Regions from separate parts of the Mus musculus genome. Here region 1 is linked to region 2. Evidence: chromatin contacts called from public Hi-C data. All regions are on one chromosome and are shown on one strand. The core of a region is the stretch at or near the end of the contact, and the rest is flanking DNA. Distances in the headings are between cores, read along the strand shown. Region 1 overlaps 4930513D17Rik (RIKEN cDNA 4930513D17 gene). Region 2 overlaps Gm40293 (a long non-coding RNA gene).

What was found. A called contact is a pair of places that touch in the nucleus more often than the background predicts.
Region 1: a Hi-C map of cerebellum shows a contact between it and region 2, with 2.6 times the contacts expected there. The contact joins two enhancer-like sites. A contact is called at or near these places in 3 of 484 Hi-C or Micro-C datasets (brain and cerebellum).

The regions. Positions count from the first base shown.
Region 1 is chr5:39,455,766-39,462,910 of GRCm38.p6, reverse strand. 4930513D17Rik (RIKEN cDNA 4930513D17 gene) reads left to right here. Exons shown (of 6, transcript NR_045416.1): 5 at 38-183; 6 at 614-1,162. Among named protein-coding and RNA genes, the nearest start is that of Gm25377, 62 kb to the left of the region's middle. Within about 2 kb of position 4,685, at least 3 of the 459 cell types and tissues checked have an H3K27ac peak or open chromatin away from gene starts, as enhancers often do. A contact at or near this core is called in cerebellum, where this site is marked.
Region 2 is chr5:39,272,534-39,278,871 of GRCm38.p6, reverse strand. The region is part of intron 1 of Gm40293 (a long non-coding RNA gene); the gene reads left to right. Among named protein-coding and RNA genes, the nearest start is that of Gm40293, 31 kb to the left of the region's middle. Within about 2 kb of position 4,966, at least 2 of the 459 cell types and tissues checked have an H3K27ac peak or open chromatin away from gene starts, as enhancers often do. A contact at or near this core is called in cerebellum, where this site is marked.

The DNA.
Region 1 (7,145 bases), core at 3,436-5,935, 180 kb before region 2:
CTTAACTCTCTTAACTCTTCCATTCTTTTTGTTGCAGCTACAGCCCTGGACCTTTGTGGCAAATTACTCTAAATGCAAAAAGGAAACAGGCAATGATAGGAAAAGATAATGTTCTGAGGCAGACATTGGACTGAAGACCAGGAAGAATGACGTCAGATTTTCTTCCATGAGAAAAGAATCACTGTAAGCAGTAATGGGGGAGAGAAAAACAGGACACTAAATATCCTTAGAAGCATGGAATTGTAGATCAAATACTGTTGCTAGTGAGACTATGGCTTTTGGCCTGTGAGCTTCTATTTTCTCCTTGCAATAGTACAACAATAAAACCTATTTTTATTGGTCAAGCAGAAGTCAGAAGCCAAACTGGTCATTTTAACTGTGAATAGTTATTAAAATTGCTAGCTTAATATTAAACACATGAACTACAGAAAGGAGAAGAGTAAGTGATAGAAGTAGACTGAGCAGATGGAGAAGTTTGTAATTATGTCAAAGAAAGACTTACAGTGAGGCAGTTATACATTGAAAAAGTCCCCCAGGAATAGAAACATTGGGCTGGAGTTGGAGTCTCTGGAGCTCACTATGTGTTATGTGAACTTCCATGTTGTGTCTGCAGGACATGGATTCAGATCATCATGGAGGAAAAAATGTTATGAAGATGCTTTTACTAGACTTTAACATAATTGCAGCCTAGAAACATCTGCTGCCTGCAGAAAACACACTGAAACAATCTTGCTCCCAGAGAGTTTTGTTCAGGAACTGGAATAGAAAGGTCCCCTAGGACTAAACCATGTCACTTTCCTGCTTTTTACCCTAATAGCCACAATGGGGTTGATCATAACTTTGCAGCTCCCAAAATGTGAATGTGGCTTGAAGAGTTCTATGGCCATCTCATCGACCAGATCATAAGAGGGCAAGGTTGTTTCTGAAAGATGACAATTTAATAATTTTGCCCATTCTGTCCATCAGCCCTCTCAGAATGCACTTGCACACATATTTCAATTACAAATGGCAACAAATGTACTATATTTTGCTACACTCTTTTGATAAAAACATTTTCATTTTCTTTCCAAATTTAACAAACAAAAATTCCTACTGGTAAGTGTGCCTCCCTCTGGTAGACAATTGCCTATCTTTGTCTTATGTTAATTACACTTTCAAATTTAGTTACAGACTCAACTTTTATTTTCAGAAGAGTCCAAATAATTTGGTAAAAAAAAATAAGTAAATAAATACAACCCCCAGTAAAATTATCTATGCCAATAAATTGAAAAGGAGAAAAGAAAAAAGATTAGGACTGTGAATATACAGAAGCAAGCGTCTGGAAATAAAGTTGTGTATTAGTATGGCAACAGGGATGAGAGGCTGAATCTCAAGGGTCCAATCATTTTTTTAGTTTTCTTTGTTTGTTTGTTTTTTGGTTTTGTTTGTTTGTTTGTTTGTTTGCTTTGATTTGCTATAATTTTACACAGTCTGCTATTCTTGACCATGGGATTACAAAGACGAATAGGAGAAAACCTAGTGGCTCTAGAAATTCAAAGGATAGGAATCAGCCTATAAAGTGAACACAGCTGTTCCGACATCTCATAATAAAGACTTCAAGCCACAATCACTCAGGAAAATTAAAAAGCTCTTTACATCTAGAAGGAACACTTATACATATCATATAACAGCCATATATATACCAAATGCCGGGCTTCCACACTTCATAAAACACTAATGAACATAAAAGATGAGGTGAGCCCTATTGCAATAATAATGGCTGGCACTGACAAACCAATCTCATCACTAGATAGATCATCCAACCAAAATATTAATGGAAAGACCTCAAAGCTAAACTGTCCCGCAGATAAAATGGCATGATGCATATACACAAAGATGCATTCTGTTCCAATCAAAGGAAAAGCAATACAGATTCCTCTCAGCAGTCCAAAGAACCTTCTCTAAAAGAGATTGTAGGCCATAAATCAACTCACTCCTACCAAATACAAGGAATGCAAAGAGTTTACTGTATTTTTATCAGATTATACTTCAATAAGATAAAGTTTATAACATGCAAAACCCACAGAAACTGTCTTAAAAAAACAAAATTGATCAAAAGCATTACTGTAAGATATGAACATTTGAAAACAAAGGAAAACACGTCAAGGTACTGGATGTGTAGTAAAGTGGTATCATGCTTGCCAAGGGTGCACAAAACACAGAAATCAATCTCCAGAACAAACAAGAGCAAAACAAACAACAACAGCAAAAACCTACTGCAAGAATCAACTATAGTCAAGACCTTCAATAACACAGGAAACAAATGAGATTACATAAGACTATGATGCTTCAGAACAGCAAAGGAAACAATCACCAAGAAACAGAAAGCTATATAGAATAAGCAAAAGAGTCTTTGCCCATTCACACATCAGTCAGAGGATTAATATCCAAGATATATGAAGAGCTGCAAAAAGGAAACATCAGCCAAACTCATCTAATCAATAAATGAACTAATGAACTGAGCACACATTTCTGACAAGAAGAAACACTAATGGCCAATAAACATATAAAAGGATTTTCAACTTCTTTAGCCATCAGAGAAATTCAATAAAACTGTTTTGAGATAAAGTATGACACATACTTATGAAATTTTACTCAACTATTAGAAAAAGAACTCATGGCATTAGCAGGAAAATGGATGCAATCAAAAATAATCAGTGATATAAATTTGACTGATAAGGACAACTACACATTTTCTTTCATATGTGGAACAAAAATTTAAAATGAGACATGTCAGGGCTAATGAACTAGCTTAGTGGTCAAAAACACTGACTTGTTCTTCCAGGGACTCAAGTTTGATTCTCAACACCCACATGACACATGGCAATGCCCAACATCTGTAATTTCAGTTTCAGGTTGTCCTCTTTTGACCTCCTCAGGCACTCCTTGCACATGGGAACACACATACAAGCAGACAAAACACCCATACACAAAATTTAATTTTATATATAATATATAAATGTTCAAGAATCAAAAAGCAAAGAGACCCAGCTTTTGTCAGAACTTTTTATCCAAGAATCAGAAATCCTGGACTCAGTCGAAGAATAAACCTGTAAAGGTAAGCAGATGTTACCTCTGGTCTAGTTAACTAATTGTCCATCCAGGAAGAGGGAACCAGGTTAGTCAGGTAAGAATTTCATCAAACAGAGCAAAAGGAAAACTGGGTCCCAGTGCATGGTTGATTCCTCAGAAGAAAGCAGGATTAGGGCGTGCCATCCACAGTTGATTCTTCCATATTAGCTAATGACTGTTTTCATTATCCCCAGGAGAAATGGGGAGGAAAGATCACTCTATTAGCAAAATGCTTATTTAGTGGTAGACCTTTCACAGGGACAGTCTAACATATAGATTCCTACACTACAGCAGTTGTCCATGAATACATTGAGGTGATATTGATTGTGAGTAAGCAAAATGATGGATCTGCTAGATTTACCCATGAAACACTGTATACACATCAAAACAACACATGGCATCCGACAATGAAATACAGTTATATTGATCAACCAAACTAATACTAGTAAAGATCCAAAATTATTATAACTTGTTTGGGGAAATAGTTCAGTGAGTACGAGTAGTTGCTTTGAAAGCATGAGGACCAAAGATTCTTTCTTCTGTATACATGTGAAAGCTGGATACATGTATATGACTGTAACTCTAGTGTTGAGAGGCAGAAATAAAAGAAATTGGGGAAACTCCATCTTCAGTGAGAGACAGCATCTCCAGGAAATGAAGTAGGAAATGAGAAAGTGACAGAGCTGGGCTTGTAGCAGCCTTCTCTGGGTTCTACATAGAGAACACACATATGTGCACACACATGCTTACACATACATATATATATACATGAACAAAGTAACCTATCAGAATGGGCCACATCTTATCATCCCTTTGAAAGCTTTAGGATTAAACCAATAATAATAACTTTTGCTTAAGTCATAGCCTATTTGCTTTCTGCCAGAGGAGACATGTGAGTCTGTCATGAACAATGAAGATGTCACAATTTATGTGCTCTTGAGTCTAGAATCTTACCAAATGGAAATTTCAGTGCTTTCGGCAATGCTTTAGTTAAGGTCAGGTGGGTTATCTGTCCAACACCGAGTTCCTTAAAACTTCACAGATTATACATAAACACTCTGCCATTATAAAACCCAATTCAAGGTAGAAGGATTAATGTACAATGTAAATTTAATTACAGTTTTAGTCATACACACACACACACACACACACACACACACACACACACACACACACACACACACCCCTGCCAATTCCCGGAAAGAATTGAAACACTTCACATTAGGAACAAAACAAACACAGCTTATTCTGATGTTCTTGCTTTAAATCTCTCAACCCTGTATCTCTGCCAGGTGTGACAGCGCCTTTTATTTCAGCAATGAATACACAATGGCACTACTTCTTAGAAATCTTAGACCAAAGAGAAAGTCATCTCCCCAGCTATCCATTTCTGCAAACAACAGCTCCTTCTCAAATTTCCACTCCCTTCCTCTCATCTCAGATATAGCCTGTCCTGTTTTCCCAGGGTCTGAGTTTGGAAAGCAGCCTTCTTTTCACACAGTCTCAGACTCTGTTTTTAGTGACAATTGTTCTGTGTCCTCTGAAGATGGCCATCTGTTCACCTTGGCGGATGTGAGTATCTCATTACCTGTCAGGTTTCTAAGTTGGCTCCTTTATCCATAACAGTTTGATGCTTGTTGGTGCCAGTCTCCTTTTGGGTCAGGGAGGTGATTTCAAAGTCTCTCAGAGCTTCAGGAGATATACAAGCATCATCCTGATTGTGTGGACATCATTCACCTTCTGTGCATGTCAGTGGGCAACCCCTTCCTCACCAGATACATGTTGTGAATGCAAGCTAAACAAAAAAATCTTGACACCATTCCTGTTATTCTCTGGGTCCAAATAATACAGAGGGTAAAATAATTTAATAAACAGGTTGACTAAAATCCTGCTTTAAAAAAACTCATTATTTGCATCTCAAAATAAGTTTTGATAGATCACCAGTGCCAGGCTAGTTAAGCAGCCTAGACCAGTCTTTCTGTATTTGAGACTGCTGCCCTTATTGAAATAAGAGACAGGAGATAATTTCAGATCTCTGTATGACCTTAGAAATCATTCTAAATTCAGTTCTTGCCTTTTCTTTTTCCAAACTGGCAAAACATGTTATGAAGTAATGAAGTCACTTGTAATTCTAGTATAAATTTCAGCCTAAATCCAGTTTGCCAGAGGTTAGAATTAAGTGTGGAAACACTGAGATGAGGGGACTAGCATTTATTGAGAATTGGCTAGATATCAGTAATTCTTATAATAGGAATTCTTTTGATTATTGTGTCTGTTTATATGAGTCTTTATTTACAAGCAGGCAGCGAATCAGTTTTATCCACTTCCATTCAGCATTTAAGTGTATGTGTTTTTAAAACTGTTTTTTATATTTGTTCATCTATTCAATTGTTGTAAGGGGGAAAAAAGAGTGCACATGCCACTGTGCACCCAGGAACGTCAGAGGGCAACTTTTGGGAGTCACTTTGATTTTCTCTTTAAACCATATGTATCCCAGGTAATGTCTTGAAGGCAAGAGCTTTTCTGTGCTGACCCATGTTGCTTGTTCCAAGCTTATGTTTTTTAAAAAAAAAAAACAAAACTTGTGTTGTTTTGAACAGAACAAAAGAATTATTCTCCGGACACATCTTAAAGTGCACAATACTTGCTATCTATAAGCTAACTGTTGTGTGGAGAAACATACCAAACAACAACTCAGCTCCATGATGCCAACCCTGATCCTGCTAACTATCATATTTCTGAATGTGAATACTTTTCATTATACATATGAGAATCTATTATATATACACGTACTATACATACATTCATTCAGCATTTTGCCCCATTTAGTTCATTTTGAAGATCTCGAATGCTTACCCTTCTTACTGTAGAGATCAATGTTTTTATTTTTTAAAAGAGAAGTTGTATTTTATTATACATATATGAATGCATTTTCTTTGTCTCTTCATCTCTTGATGGGCACTCACCTCACATTGATTACCATATATCAGCAGCTGTTAAGGCTGCAATGATTATTGTAATATATAGTTGATATATTATTTTCAATTATTTTTAAAATATAGAGAAGTGCTATTACTTAGTCATAAAATAGTTCTATTTTTTCAAGTTTTGAAAAACCTCCATACTATTTTCCTTTTCTGTATGTCCTACTGATTAATAGTTTGGATACAACATTCTTGAGGAGCTTACCTAATAACTGTTTGTACATGCACAGAGAACTATGTATTTAAATCTTTTGAAATTGTAAAACTGGAAGTAAACATAAGGGAACATGCCATGCCTTAGTTTATGCAGTGTTTTTTGTGATTGCAGCAGCAAAATCTCAACTAATAAAACAAAATGAGAAAGATTGTATTAGACTAACCATGCCCAGGAATTCAAAAGCACTTGGGTAACCTGCATACAATCAGCCTAGATCATATTTCAGCATAGATGAGATAGACAATCTCCAGGTCTCACCCACTTTCATGAACATATATGCCATTAATAGTTGCTGAGAGAGGAAGAACTATTCTTTTTAAGGGTGTGGCCACTGATAGTATTCCCATATTTCGAAGGATGGGCTTATACATACTCATGAATGTATGAGCAGCAGTGATGGAACTTGGCTGAGTTGCAACAATGAGACAAAGATGTGCTTAGAGGGACAAGAGGAAGCTTAAAGGCAAAAGGGGGTGGTTATGATCATGCTTCATGGTACACATGCATGAAAGTATCAAGAATAAAGAAAATATAAACTTTTAGGCATTTCAAAAGAAACAATCAGACTAAAATGACAACCCATGGAATGGAGACCACACCTGTGAATAATGTATATGGCTAGTTTAATCCCCAGAATGCATAAGAACTATTTGTAATTCAGAAGCAAACCAAAAATCAATACTGGTTATCCTCCTGAAGGATAGCTACCTCATGAGGCAAAGACTAGGTGGCTTATATTGATGAGGTAAGGGGAGGTTGCAGAGTTAGGTTACAAATGCAAAATGACTATGCATTGTTGTGCCCATTCCAGTTTTAAAAACCTAATGAAAGAT
Region 2 (6,338 bases), core at 3,717-6,216:
CAACATCCAAATCTAAAAAATCTAATATCTCAAAATTACTTCTGATCTTCTGGGCTTCAAAGCCTTGGTCAGTCACACTTCTCTGACTCTGCCATCTATAGTACACATAGATTTTCTTAGGGACTCAGGTCATCTCTACTCCACTTCTGCCATTGTCTTTCCTAGTTATTCCTTGTTAGTGGCACCTCCAACATGTTAGGACATTCACTACTACTGAGGCTGCACAATCACCAACACCTTCCTAGACTTTCTTCAAGGGTCCCAACGCTGCCCTGTGATGCCAAGCCTCAACCTCTCTCTACAACCCCTTCAACCATGGGGTCTCCATGGCAGCTGAGGCTGCACCTTTTCCTCTTCCCTTTTCCTCTTCCCTTTTCCTCTTATGGTACCAGCCAAGCCTCGGGGTCTTTCTGTGACCCCCTTCAATCTTGCAACTCTCACATCAGCAAAACCAGTTACGCATGTGAGGCTCTTATGGCTCTTATATAGAACCAAATTCAACTGCCAGCTTTAGAGGCATCCTTGGTCCCTGGACCACATGACTTTGTGTGCTAGCCCTAAGGAAATACTTTCAAGAAGATGCATTCACCTCCAAAATACAGATGTCTTAATAATAAAAGATGAGATTTCTTCAGCCTCAGTTTGCCAGGATTCATTTTCCCAGTAACATAAAAATTTCACTTTAGTGTTGCTGGCCTTAGCCCTAGTTGACCAGCAACCATAGATTCATAATTCAAAATGTCACATAGATAGCCTTAATGCCCATTGTTTCTCTCTGAAAGTACAGAAGCGACCTTCCCTTGCCTATATCTCTCTCAACATTAACTGCCAAGTTCCTACAGAACAGTTCACTAAATTTGAGTGCTCAAGAGATTTTCTAGCCCTAAATTCCAAATATTCCCGCAACTCTACAACAAACAAAATTTACCCCACCTCCGGTACCAACTTCTGTTTTAGGTTGTTTCTCTGTTGCTCTGATAAACCCCTGAACAAGTTTATTTGGGGTTATGCATTTATCTCATTATATAGCTTAAGTAGATAATGAGGATAAACCAGGGTAGGAACTCTGGCAGGACCTGAAGGCAGGAATTGAAGCAGCAGACACAAAAGAGTGTTATTGCTGTTTGGGTTTGTTGTTGAGGTGGTGGTTGTTGTTGTTGTTGAAATTGTTTAGTTTTTGTTTTTTAGGTTTTTTTTCCCCTTCAGAGTTGCTTGGTCTGCCATTCTTATATGACCCAGGACTATCTTCCCACAGTGAGATGGACCATCCCATATCAATCATCAATCAAGAAAATATCCCACAGACATATCTACATCCCAATATTATAAAGGCATTTTCTCAATTGAATTTCTTTTGTCCATAAAACCCTAGTGTGTGTTAAATGGCACTAACCAATCCAGCACACATATTTACTTCAGACTTTTGACCACCTGAGTGTGTATTTCTCAGTTATGCCAGAAACTGTGTATAAAAACATCTATCTCATATCACAACCTGTTCTTCCTCTTACCTCAACGACTTGTTTGATATTTACTTCTCTTCACCATATATATATATATATGCGTGTGTGTGTGTGTGTGTGTGTGTGTGTGTGTGTGTGTGTGTGATAGTTTAAGAACAACAGATGCTGTTTGGTATAAACTGCTAGAGACGTCAGATAGTAGTGAGTATATTTGTAGTGATGTTCCCTACAGGGGCTTCTGGAGAGCTTTGAGATACACTGAATATTCTATTGTGGCTTTTTCAAAGCCTTCCTCGGGAATAGAAAGAATTTCATTTTATTTATTATATTATATTTATTATGTTATATTGGATGTTTATTGCCTTTGGTGACAGGCACTAGCTGGGTGCTATCTGGGTGAGACAGTGAAGAACTCTACATGTTTTCACTTATTTCTATATATCATACATAGACAGAAATAGAGATATTCATTTATTTCTGTATTATCTTCCGACAGAAACCTCAAGTGATAGGGACAGGCCACATACTTTTTTTCTAACATAGAAAGTTCATGAACACATGATATTAGTTAGTTAGTTAGTTAGTTAGTTAGTTAGTTACCTAAATGAACTTTAGGTTTCTCTTTGCCCATTTAAAACAGGGAGAATGCCAGGGCCAGGAGGCGGGAGTGGGTCGGATGGGGAGAAGGGCTGGGGGAGGGTATAGAGGGCTTTGGGGATAGCATTTGAAATGTCAATGAAGAAAATATCTAATAAAAAATAAAATAAAATAAAATAAAATTTAATAAATTAAAAACAAATTTCTCACTGAAGAAACAGTGACTCATGAGGTTAGCTGATTTTGGATAATAAACAGCACATGAGCACACTCAGTTCACCTCTATCCCTTTCATTATCTGTTGCTGCCTCTGGCAAGCTCTACCAGCTGCCCCGAGCTCCAGCCTTAAAGGGCCATGGGCATCTGCTAGAGCCAAGGTTTCTGGTAGTTCCTATTCCTGCAGCCTCAGCTACAGTAGAGATATTCATTTATTTCTGTATTATCTGTATTTCCACTCCGTGCTTTAGACATGAGTAGTAGTAAGCCACCTTAGTCATCGTACTGTACAACAGAGATTTGTAATGGATACAGCTTCACAGGCATCCATCACCAATGAAGAAAATAGTCAGTGGTCCTTATATCCCAGTTTCCCTTCCTGCGGGAGATGGTTCTGCAAGGTGTTTGCTGTTGTTCACAGAGATGTGACAGTAATGAAGTTACAATAATGAAACCTTCCTTGGCTAACAGTGACCTTAGAAAATCTGCCACCTTGTCCTCACTCCTAGAATCATTCCCATCTCTTCTCCATGTGTTCAGCCTTAAAACATCTTCTAAATACCCTAGCCATATCCAGATCCTTTGAATGTTCCCTGACTGAGAAAGAATGAAGCTTAAGGCAAGAATTGATTATTGACTCAGTTGGCTTGATGGGAGCTAATCTTCCAGCCTCTCTTGGCAAGAAGCTGAAATTGTCTCCATATGTCTGTGGACTTACATATTCTATTGCCACTTACTTGGAGGGAAGGAATTAGAATCCTTTTGTGAAACATTTGGAAGCCTCATCATAGTACATGACACTCTCCCAAGTTGTCTTACAGCTATGCTTTTAATTATGCCAGGAAGCACACTCATGCACATACACATGCATGGTGATTCACATGCTAGCACATGTGCCCATACACATCCATTCGCACATATTCATGTGAGCACATATGCAAATTCATTTATGTACACACAAGTACATGTACACACACATACACACACAAGTCTCAACAAAGCAAGTCCAATTCTTTGCAAACTCAAACACCAAATAAGATAGATTAGCTACAAGAAAATTTTGCCTTCAAAACATTCAAATTGCACTAGAATAAAATGTAGAGAAAACTATGGATCATTAGGAGAAAACATTCTATGATCCTAGGCCTCTGTGTGACGTTCACAGAGATCAGTCTGACACCCTAATCCATGGGAACACTTTGAATTTTGACTTTCCATGTAAAGTGCTTAACAGCTTTAAATTCTGGTATTCACACCTGGAAAATGGACATATAGATTCTGAAATACTTCCCTGAAGTAGACAGAGAATGGATAGATTATTAGGCAGGGAAAGCTATTAGCAGAATGCTTGGCATGCATTCATCTCTATGTACTAGGTATTTATGTCATTGATTGATTGATTGATTGATTGATTGATTGATTGATCTGTATACATTGCCATTCAAAAAATATTCACTGAAGTTGCTGAGGGTAAAAAGTGCAGTCTGCAGAGCTGCAGGAATGTGGGTGAGAGCCTCTTGCGAGGACTCAGTCTGAAATGTGCCAGAGCCTCAGTCACTCAAAGTCTTGACTGGGCTTAATTCCTTACAGCAGAAAAGCAAGAGGAATCCCTCAGAGCTGCTGCAGCATCCTCATGATAGTCAATTACATCATGTGCTCATGCTTATCCATAAATATAATACATACTTCTACCTATGTTTATTATCTGTGCATTTATGTCTATAGCCTAGTGGATATCATGGCGATGGTGGTGGTGTTTTGTTTTGTTTTGTTTTGTTTTCCTTTTTTAGATAAGATTTCATATTACCCGTTCTGATCTGAAATTCACAGATATGGCTGACAAAAATCTTGGATTTCTGATCCTCCTGCTTTTTCTTCTCAAGTGCTATGATTACAAAAATGCACTCTTCTGCCTGCTCTTTGCTATGATGGGGATTAAGCCTAGGGCTTTATGCATGCTAGCCAAACACTACAAACTGAGCTAGGTCTGCAGTCTCTAGTTCATGGTAACTTTAATTTCTTTTTTTTTCCAAAAAGCTTTAAGTTTATTTGTAACTGACTCCCTGTGTCTGTGTGTGTGTGTTACTCTGTCTCTGTTTTTCTCTGTCTCTCTCTCTGCCTCTGTCTCAGTCTCTGTCTCTCTGTCTCTGTCTCTCTCTGTCTCTGTCTCTCTCTCTCCCTCCCTCTCTCTCTCTCTCTCTTTCTCTCTCTCTCTCTCTCTCTCTCTCTCTCTCTCTCTCTCTCTCTCTCTCTCTCTCTCTCTGTGTGTGTGTGTGTGTATGGGATGTGGTGGTATGGGTATATTTTCTATGGTGTGTATATGGAATTCAGGGGACATTATTTTCATGGATTAGTTCTCTTCTTGCGCTTGTAAATTGGGAAGCTCGAAATCTGGTCCTCTGGCTGGGGACCAAGCATCTATACCTGCTGAGCCACCTTACTCATTAGTAACATTTAAGATTATTAGTTCATACCTCAAGAGCAGAGAAGCCTGGGCTGTTGCTGAAGACTTCCCATACCACTTGAAAAATGAGCATGCTAAGTTTGGAAACACAAAGAGGTGGCAGAATGAGATAGCACAGAGGAGGGAGAGACACACATTTGAAAGACAGCTGGGAGTGCTGGTTAGAGGAAAGCATTAGACACGAGAAGATTCATCCTGGAAAAAATTCAGGAGGAAGTGGAAAACAGATGGCATTGGGCAAAACAACAATGAGGTCAATGGCAGGGATTTGAGCCAGGGCACTAACCTGATCACAGAGGTAATGGCTGTGATTGCTTTGGGCAAAGTGTTGAGTATGGCTGACTGACAAATCCCAGAGACAGGAAACTGCATTTTGATATCCATTCACTCTGAGCAAGCCACATGTCAACACACCGTAATGGCCAGTACTATATTAAAGGTCTCTTGAGAGAACATACTATTATGTATTGTCCTTAGAGTAGACAGTGAAATAAGAGTATGCTGTTAGGAGAGAGCTCAGTAAGTTGCCAAGCCCAGCCATATTCCTGAGCTGTGCCATCCTAGCCTTGGCTGGCTACATTTGAGGCTATGGTAACATATAGCTTTCAAGCTTCTCCTGAGCCATGCCATCACTTCATTGTGAGAACTTGCTGGCTATAATAACATAAAGAGCACAGGAGCCTCAGATCCAGTGAGGAATGGCAAACTCCCCGTTCCCAACCCTAAGGTAAAGCTCAAAAGAAAATGGCATGGTCTTTGTCTAGTCCATGTGTAGATGCTGATAGTGTGTGCAAAAAAAAAAAAAAAACCCACCATAGCTTATCCCTCCTTCTATGGCCTAGAAACTTCTACCCTACAGAAGCTACTCATGCTGAGTTTAGCTAGACCCATCTCCTTGATCCAGCTATTAATCATAGCCCTGCCTCCTTATTAAGCTTCATTGTTCAACTGTACATAATATACATGATGAGCTCCCAAGGTACTACAGTTTTTTTCACAGAGAACCCTGTCTACCCGACCCCAGTTATTTTGTGTGCCTGCCTCTGTCTATTATTGTTTATTATTATTATTATTATTATTATTATTATTATTATTATTATTATTATTATTGCTTTCTTGCCATCCCAGTCTTGTCCAAATCCCTAATCCATGCAAGGATGTGGCAAGATTATTCCTGCTGTCCTCTTACAGTGCATCCACAGGCACTGAACATAACTGACTGGTAACCCAATTCCATTTCTGAATTCCCAGAGTGAAGCCCATGGTAAGAGGACCAGAAATTGTACCTTGGAGAATCTGATTGACTAAGGCTCAAAACTGCAGTTAGTGCCTCTGCTTTTCATGAACTGGTGTTCATTTTAAAACAGAAAAGGAAAAGGGGGGAAAGACTATGGAAATGACTACCAAGAGGATGGAATGAGATTCTAATTGAAAATAAATAAGCTCAAGGATTATTGCAGCTTCCTCGCCGTGTGCTTGAGTTCACAAATCACATAAGGAAGAAAGCAAACACTGAACGGATTCAGAAAGTGTTCTCTAGGGAGGGTGACTTTGAAGCAACAGTGCTACCCTATTGGGTAGGCATTAACACAGAAGAG